Linked DNA regions of Mus musculus: regions 2 and 3 are each linked to region 1. The links are chromatin contacts, called in public HiChIP or PLAC-seq and promoter capture Hi-C maps. All regions are on one chromosome and are shown on one strand. The core of a region is the stretch at or near the end of the contact, and the rest is flanking DNA. Distances in the headings are between cores, read along the strand shown.

What was found. Promoter capture Hi-C pulls out the DNA fragments that hold promoters and counts their contacts. HiChIP or PLAC-seq counts read pairs in DNA pulled down with a chosen protein or histone mark.
Region 2: an H3K27ac HiChIP or PLAC-seq map of bone marrow-derived dendritic cells shows a contact between it and region 1, with 6 times the contacts expected there. The contact joins the enhancer-like site here to the promoter of Rassf2 in region 1. A contact is called at or near these places in 3 of 39 promoter capture datasets (cranial neural crest, embryonic stem cells and hippocampal neurons), 3 of 115 datasets of contacts at active chromatin or transcription factors (bone marrow-derived dendritic cells, microglia and stem cell-derived neural progenitor cells) and 1 of 9 other capture datasets (embryonic stem cells).
Region 3: a promoter capture Hi-C map of pre-B cells shows a contact between it and region 1, with 3 times the contacts expected there. The contact joins the promoter of Gpcpd1 here to the promoter of Rassf2 in region 1. A contact is called at or near these places in 1 of 39 promoter capture datasets (pre-B cells), 1 of 484 Hi-C or Micro-C datasets (embryonic stem cells) and 1 of 115 datasets of contacts at active chromatin or transcription factors (memory CD8 T cells).

Annotation. Positions count from the first base shown.
Region 1 is chr2:132,028,611-132,031,502 of GRCm38.p6, forward strand. It overlaps Rassf2 (Ras association (RalGDS/AF-6) domain family member 2), which reads right to left and starts at 1,378. Exons shown (of 11, transcript NM_175445.4): 1 at 1,141-1,378. Gm31179 (a long non-coding RNA gene) reads left to right here and starts at 1,841. Exons shown (of 3, transcript XR_374996.3): 1 at 1,841-2,441.
Region 2 is chr2:131,421,859-131,424,750 of GRCm38.p6, forward strand. No RefSeq gene overlaps it. Among named protein-coding and RNA genes, the nearest start is that of Smox, 69 kb to the right of the region's middle. Within about 2 kb of position 1,418, at least 188 of the 459 cell types and tissues checked have an H3K27ac peak or open chromatin away from gene starts, as enhancers often do. A contact at or near this core is called in bone marrow-derived dendritic cells, embryonic stem cells and microglia, where this site is marked.
Region 3 is chr2:132,576,775-132,579,666 of GRCm38.p6, forward strand. It overlaps Gpcpd1 (glycerophosphocholine phosphodiesterase 1), which reads right to left and starts at 1,474. Exons shown (of 20, transcript NM_028802.3): 1 at 1,294-1,474.

The DNA.
Region 1 (2,892 bases), core at 128-2,627:
ACAGAGGTTTCTTTAACCCCCAGACCACCTGTAGGAAAAGCTTCCACTTAATAAACGTGGATTGAAAGTATGGCAAATCAACCTCAGGTTCCTCATTTACGTGCTCTTCAAAGATATCCCCTGGCTGAATCTGCCGGCTATCTTTTGAGAACCGTGACCCTAATTTTTTTCTTCCCACTGTCCCAGGGCCATTTACCGCAGGGACAGAGCCGGCTCTGACAAATTGTCATTTGTCCACCGCTTCCTCTTACAGGAATCCTCCACTTGCTTACCGTAACCCCTGGCCTCTGCTCTCAGGAAGAATCGTTTCTAATGCCCTGGTTTTCCAGACTCTTGGGACTAAAGCGCGCGCAGCATTGAGAAGCCTCGTGCTGAGCTTGCCACTGAAGCACAGTGGCTATCTGTCCAGTGGCTGTTCCAAATCTGCCCCTGTCGGGACTCCACCATTCTGCTGCCTCCCAGGGCGCACTCGGAGATAAAGCTGGGTGCAGAGTAAGCGCTCTAATACACGAGTGGCCAGGCCGTCTTTTGAAAGCACCTGCCTAGCTCGGTCTCCAGCGACCTCAGGCACAAGCTCCGGAAGGGACAAGAAACCCGGGAGGGGGAAGTGCGCCGAGCACCGCGCGCTCTTAAACTCTGAAACCCAAAGGGAACTGGGTTCGCCGCGGGTTGGAGATGTGGTCCCCGCCCGGGGAGCCAGAGTGCGCACAACAGTCCGACCCTCCCCTAAGCTCTACAGGCCTGCACCTGCTATCTCGCTTCACCTCTCCAGGGAGTTCGGGGACACCCTGCTCTGGGGATGGGGGCAATTTCCTGCCACTGCACTTAGTGTCGACCTCAGAAAAGATCTTAAGGGGTCAGAGCCGCAGCATGAGCTCCAGGCCACAACTTTCTACCCGGGGAAAAGGAGTGGGCTGGGGCGCCCGCCTGCGCTGCTTCTGGGGCAGCCCGCATATCTAAGCCCACCTTGTGGCTTGGGTGGCAAAAGGGGACAGGGAAGAGTCAGGGACCGGACCAGGCTGGCCACGGGCCACTGAGGGAAAACTTTGAGCTGGGTAGAGGGAAAGAGGACCACCAGCACCTTGCGCCCGCATCCTGTGCCAGTACCCGGCTCTTCGAGCCCCGCGCCCTGTGTCTTGCCTGTCTCCCGGACCATCTGCATCCGCTCTCGCCGCAGGGGTTGGAAAGTGGGGGCGCCGCTGCGGGGGTGGGGGTGCTCCAGCGTGCTTGGCCAGTGATCCGCGGGACCCGCTCGCTTGGGCCGGCCTGGGCGGCGACAGTGCGGTTGAGGGCGGGCGCCCCGCCCACCTGGCCCCTCCGCCCCGCCTCCCCGAGCTCTGCCTTTATCTGCCGATCCTTGACCAACCCACCCGCCACCCTGCAGTTCTCTCCCCACCCCTCTTCTCTTGCCTTTCTTTCCCTTCTCCCCCTCCCTCCCCTCTAGGGGGCGGAGCTTCTCCCCTCCCTTCAAGACAGACAATGCTGTGGCTTCGCGTCGCCTCCTCCCTTCATCTCTACCCCCCCCCTCCCCGCGTACCCCCACCCCACCTCGCGCGGGCTGCCAGCGTTTCTTCTCAGCAGGCCAGAGTGCATGAGGAGGAGGAGGCGGAGAGCGTGGGTGGAGGGAATAAGGTGCTGCCTCTCACCCCATCGCGCCTGCCCTCTCCAAGCCACGCCGAGATTTAGCCCAAGCTCTTCAGTTCGCCTGGCTCTGTGACAGTCACTCCCAGGGAGCAGCCCGCCTAGAGAATGCAGATTTCCTAGCAGAGGATGTGCAGTTGGTGGAGTTGGGTGGTGGTTCTTTCTAACACCCGGGTTTGTTCCCAAAAGGGTTTGAGTTGCCAAAGGGCTAAGTGGGCCCCTTCGACTCGGCAGGCCGGCAGACGTGACGGCAATGTGAAGGAAGTCAAGTTTCTTTGTCCATTCCTCACCTCCTCCTCCTCTCCATCCTTAGACCTCCGAGGAACTCTAGTGTATAGGAGGGAGCACCCAGCTACGGATTCTATACCCTCTAACCATAATTCTTCGTTTACATATGCCCGACCTTGCAGTTGGTCCCCAAACCAAAGGGGAAGGGAATCTAACGGTTAAAGAAAGGGCAGCCAAGCCTCCAAAGTGCATCCCATCTGCCTGGAAGCCAGATATTCTCTTTTAAACTCATTGTTTGGATCTTGGAATGTGTCTCCCATAGAAACAATGTTATAAACGGCTATCCGTTCCCAGACCAGCCAGCCTCAAATGTGCGGAGGCCAAAGCGCAGCTGCGGGGTGGTGCTGGAAATGTCCCACAACACTGAACAAGAAGGCTACTGATCGGCTTTTTCTACTGTGAAAGGGGAGGGGGGTGTTAGGGAGATAAATGCATCTAGTTCTTTCCCCTTGAGCTATAAACACAAACCGGGTCCATTAATTTCTTTCACTGGAGCCATTACTGTGTTTCAGGTAAGCTGCTTTCCTTCGCAGCCTTTCTCAAGCTAGATTTGCAGGGTGAGCTGAGGAACTCTCCAGGAAACCTTCTCCAAGGGAATCTTTCTTCTCTTCTAACCTGGCCTTCCGTGACCTCAGAAACAGGACAAAGGGCAGCCATGACTCCTAACAGCAGGGCTCTGGTTTTGCTATTGAAGAAGTCTGTGAGATGCTGCTAGAATTCTTCAGTTCTAGCCCAGCCTCTCAGGAGAGCCGCTCCCTGGCTCCCCTGGCTCGCGTTGAGTCAAATGGTCATCTTATAACCAATCATCTGGCTTCCTGCCAATGAGGGTACACTCCTAATGCCCGAAATACTGGTCCTTGACCCTGTTAAATCCAAACCGGGCAAGGCCTGATGACGTGCACACATAATTGCTCAGGAGGCTGAGACAAGAAGAGTGTGAATTTGAGACTATTCCGTGCACAT
Region 2 (2,892 bases), core at 168-2,667, 610 kb before region 1:
TACACTGTGAATTCTACTCAGCAATAAAGAAGAACAAGACAACACCAGTGAGGTGGCTCAGCAGGTAAGAGCCCTTGCCAGGGAAGCCTGTCAGATGGAGTCTATGCCTGGATGGCATGGTGGAAGGACAGAAGACATCAAAGTTGTCTTCTGACTTCCTCATCACATCTCTCTCTCTCTCTCTCTCTCTCTCTCTCTCACACACACACACACACACAGAGTAATAATAATACAAAAAAGGACAAAAATAATTTCAAGAAAATGGATGGAACTTGTTCTTCATATTATGTGAAAACCAGACTCAGAAAGATACATGGCATGCTTACTCTCTAACAGGAGACTCAGCAGGGGGAAGGAAGGAAGAAAGAGGTGGGACCATCAAGGGCGTGAGTGAAGGGAGGGGACATGGTAAGAAAGGGTAACAAGAGCCTATCTTCAAAGTGCCTTATGTGCGTGTGTAAAAAAAAGTCACATAAAGTCTATTGCTTTGTACAATTACTATCCATTAGTTTAAAAAAGGAGGAATCACAATCCCTTTTTGGTCGAAGTGATAAGATGGTGAGAATGTGTCCTTTGCATTTTCGCAAAACTGTAAAAAGAAAGTCTAGGTCTCTGGGGGAAAAGAAATCAGTCAATAATCAAAGCAAGGCAGTGTCAAAACACTTGTGATGTCAGCTTCCAGGAAGCTGAGGCAAGAGGTCTGTGAGTTCTAGGCTACATAGCAAGCCTGGGCTATTGGGATACACTGTTGGGATACCTTTGTGTGTTTCTGGATTCTATTAATTCTGCAGAGGCAGAGAGCTAAATACTAGCTGCAGCTTGGTGTTATTACTTCTATGGCCCCTCACCGGTCTTATATTTTGTAAGTAGTTGTTATTCCTCACTGGCCTAAGGCAATCTAGAATTGTATCTGCTTGGCTGTAATAAAAATCTGACGGCTAATAACTGGGCAGGAAGTGGAGGGTGGGTCTTCTGGGCAGAGAGAGGGACGCTGGGAGAAGAAATGAGACTCAGGAGATTCTCCAGCAAACTTGGAGGTGGACTTTTGTCAGGCGAGATTAGCATCTGAGCAGACCCTATAATCACAAACGTTCTCAATAGGTCCACTAGGAGTCAGTAGAGACTTCCTCTCCGGTTACTCTCACTTGGGTTCCCAGATGTGGGCGGGGTTGGAGGACTAAGGTGACTGAGGAGAAAGGGGGCCCTGGAATATATCAAAGGGTACCCTCATCTTTGCAAGCAAGAGTTTGTCGGCCCAAGGAACCAAAAAGAACGTGGAATGGAGAGAGTGAAGGGAGAAGCAACCGGGTGAGGCTGGAGGAGCAGGAAGGCAGCAGACAGTGGAGGACTGGAGGGGCGGGGCTCGGACCTTAAGCGCAATGCCGGCACTCTCGGGGTGTTCAGGGTCACAGTCAAATGCTGTGGTCAAAGATTTCTAATTGTAAGGTGCAGCTTGGAAGCAGAAAGTTCACATTTGGGAGCCGGAGTGAGCATAATCAGAAAGGAGGCTCTACTGCCTCCTAGTGGACATTTTGAGATCATTGGTGATTTTGCATTTTTTTTATCTTGCTATGAAATAATAGGGGGAGCCCTATTATTTCATAGCAGAGACTAGTTTTGATGACCTGTGTTCTTTTTGTTTATTTTTTCATTTACCACAATTTTAAGTTATATTGTTCATATGTTTCTTCTATATCTCCCTGCAATATGTTCTCTCTTCATATAGTTCTGTCTGAAGTGGCTTCCAAAAAAAGTTCTTGAGTTAAATGCCTGGCTCTAAAAGCACAAAACCTTTGGGAGACTGGACCTAGGTGAAGGAAACTAGGTCACCGGGGACATGACCTCATAGGGGGTTATTAAGACTCAGACTTGCTATTTCCTGGATGCCATGTAAGGAGCAGGCCTCCTTTATGACGCTCTCCTGCTGTGATACAAGGATCTGACTCACCCACCCCAACAGAGTTAAGCAACCCTGAACTGAAATTGCTGAAGTCACGCAACAAACCAACCAAAAAACCGCTTTCTTCCTTCCGCGTGATTTATTCCAGGTATTGGTTATTGAAACAGAGAACTGACTGACAAACTTGCTAAAGGCAATATTCATAGTTGTAAACCCTGACGTATAAAGAGTTATTCTTCTAAACGGTATGCGTCAGTTAGGAGAATGGTTAGCTGCAGGCAACAAAAACATCTGATGGGAAATGTAAATGAGGAAAATACCTAAAAAAAAAAAAAAAAAAAAACCAAAAAAACCAAAAAACCAAAAAAACCAAAAACCAAAAAAACATCTGATGAGATGGCATTGAAAAACGTAAGTTTTTTTTTTTTCTCTTTTTGCTACCTGAAGAAATCCAGCTGTTAAAAATTGCCAGCCTGGTGTGGTTTTACGGTGGCAGTGGCATCAGGCACCCAGGCTGTCTCTATTTCTGCTTCATTATCCTGCCATGTTGATGTTGTCCCCACATGTGTTATCTCATGGCTGTAGCATCACTAGTCCAGATCCAGGCATCATGTCCAAGGGAGAACTGGAGGAATGAACAAGGGTGGTGCCAATCTCGTCTTCTATAGAAGAAAGAAGTATCCCAGGAGCGGCTGCACACATTGCTCCTGTGCCACTGCACACATTGACCTGTGCCTCGTCCAGAATTGTGTCCGAGGTTTTGGCTTCAAAGGAAGTTGGGAAAAAGTCCTTGTTTAAAGAAAACAATAAACATGAGTTGGTTTACTTTTTATTTTATGTGTATGAGTGTGTATTTTGCCAGTACTAAGTAAGTACACTGAATATGTGCCTGATGCTCTTAGAAGCCAGGAGGGAGCACTGGAGTTATAAGCTGCCTTGTGGATGAGAATGTGAAGACCTGAACCTGGGTCTTCTTCCAGAGCAGCTGCTGT
Region 3 (2,892 bases), core at 224-2,723, 550 kb after region 1:
AAAGAACATCTGTGTTTTCCTTTAAAACTTTTCAAAGAAAAAAAAAGCTGTTTCTAATTCTCCTCGATTCTAGCAGATTCTCAGAATATCCTATAATTAAGAAGCAGGTTAAGTGACCACACTGATGTCTGCCCGTGTTAGTGGGGGGATCACTATGGCCCCATTTCTCAGACCTCCATATACTTTCAGCTAATATTTTAATCAAACATATGCAGACAAGAATGGGTTTTTCATTAAGCAAAGGCATTAGCCTTTGGACAGTCCTTAAGCCAAATTAACATCTCATCATCTTTAGACATGCAGTGGGATTTTTTACAAATGCTTTTCATTTCGTGTTGATATCATTTTCATATGCATTTATTACACGTTTTTATTATATACAAATAGTTGACTCACCCACCAACTTTTTATACACACCAAATATTATTCAGTTTTCTTGTGTTTACCAGTTCTCCGGGTGCAAATTTCCTGTATCTCTCTTTACAGATTTAAATTTTGTTTAGAACACTGATTTCCCCTAGTATGTAAGCCACTGCATGGGGTTTACCAGTTTTATTTTGTGCTGTGTGTTTCTAGAACACTGAGCAATTTGGGAGAGAGGGGAGGCTGACAGCTTGTATTTATTCTTTTCCTTATTGTGTTAGAAATGTAGCAGGCAGCAGCTTGAAGGGCAGAGTTAAGTGGGCAGGAGACCCAGAGTGGCAGGGGACAGGAGTATAAGAGGGGACTCTAGACCCGACCATGCTTGCTGCTTGCAGAGTCAGAGAATCGCTAGAAACCGGCAAACTCCAGGCTTCCAAGCCCTCGGGCTTCTGGCCGGACCCGGCAGATGAAGCAGCACGGGGCAGCCACTGCCTCCAAGCCGGCGACGCCAAGGGGACCGCAGCCCTAAAACGTCACCGAGGGCACGGACGAGGAGCTACACAAAGCCCTGGGTTCCCCCCGCCCGGCTGTACTGTCACCCGGAGTTTCTTTCGCGGGCACTAATTTCTAGGCACTTTGGGGAAAGAAGCAGCTGTCAAAACCGCGCGAGTCACCAGTGCGGGCGCGAGGTGACTGAGGGGGCGCGGAGGAAGGGAGGCACCGAGGGCTTGGGCTCCAGCTCCGCCGTTTTCTTTGTTCCCCTATTCTCCGCCCGGGATTTCCGTGGCTGTCCTGGGTCACGCCGCTCAGTGGGACCGCAGCCGCGCGTGGCAGCCGGGGTTCCAGCCGCACCGCGGCTCCGGAACACCAGGCCGCCCGCCCGCCCGCCCCTCCGCGTGAGCGCCCGCCCGCACCGCCGGCCCCCCTCACCTGCCGCTCCGGGCCGCGCCGAGAGCCTGGGCCGCGGCCGACGGAGCCGAGCGTCAGCGCCTCGCCAGCGCTCCCTTAGGTGGCCCGAGGAAGCAAGGAGCCCAGTTACAGCCGCCTCTCAAACCGGTTTCAGCTGCCCTAGACTAAACTGCCAGCCCACCCCGCGGGGCGGGGTCGAAGGGCGGCGGGGCGGGGCCTGACGTCACGCCCGGTCCGGTCCTGGCCAATCGGCGGCCGCGCGCCGGGGGGCGGGCTGCGTGTTCCTGGAAGGGCTGCCCAGAGACCTGAGGTGGCCCGACAGCCTTAGCCCATCTGGCTGGGGTCAGCTGAGGTACTGAAGGTCAAGGTGGTGCGCCTGTAATCCCAGTGTTGGGGAGGTTGAGCCAGGCAAGTAGACTCGAGTTCGAGGCCAGCCAAGGCTATAAAGTGAGATCCTGTCTCAAAAAAGAGAGCTGAGGGAGCCTGATGTTTTCTGGAAACTGCATTCCTTAGGAAACAATCACAGACTAAATCCTTAAAGCTAAAACAAGGAGCTCAGAACAGCTCAGTGGATAAAGGCATTGACCACATTTGAAGATCTGAGTTCACCCACTGGAATCTACATGGTGAGAGAGACCAGACTCCTGTTGACTTCTAGAAGCCTGCTGTCACAAACCCCAAATAAATAAAATAAGTCAATAAATAAATAAAACCAAACTAGAGTTGTTCTTTGCTTTCTAAAACTACCCTTCCTCTTCTTCCTCCTCCTCCCCTCTCTCCTCTTCCTCTTCCTCCTCTTCTATCTCTGTGTGTGCCTCCAACCCTAAATCAGCCCAAGATCAACCACTAGGTAACTTCTAACACAACATTATGTAATCGGGTTTCACTTCAATTGAGATAGTGAGCATCAAGCAGAATCACCTTTTCGTATTGAAGGTCCACTGCTCTACATCTGCTAATTGCTCGCTGTGACTTCATTTCTCTGCTGTTAGTCATACTTAAGTGGTGTTTTTCAAGAGTCTACTTCCTTTGAATGTTTTTAGTATATCTCATCATTTAGTCAAACTACCATTTGTGCAATATTTATGGTTCGGGATGGTAGATCTAACTCATGCCCCTCCCTAAATCCTCTTAAAATATCAAAAGATCTGCACCTGATACAGATCTGTAATCCTAGAATCTCAGAGGTTAAATCAAGGTTGATATGAGTTGGAGGCTTGCCTGCCTGCGTAATGGGTACTAGACCAGCAACAGCTTACATTACAAGACATTGTCTCAAAACAACAATAAAAGTATGGTTGACCCAACGTATCCTTGAGTTCCACATTGGCAGATTCAAGCAATCACAGGCGAGAAATGGGGGGAAAAATGTATTCGTATTAACATATAAACGAGGGGGAGAGGGATTTAAAAATAAAGGCATATGCTGGGTGGGAAAGATAGCTCAGTAGTTAAGAGTGCTTATTCTTGCAGAAGACCTGGAATTGGTTCCCAGCACCCACATGGCAGCTCACAACTTTCCATAATTTCAGTGTAGGGACTTCAATGTCCTGTTCTGTCCCCGAAGGGCACCAGTCCCATATGTGGTGCATACATACATACACATACATACATACCACA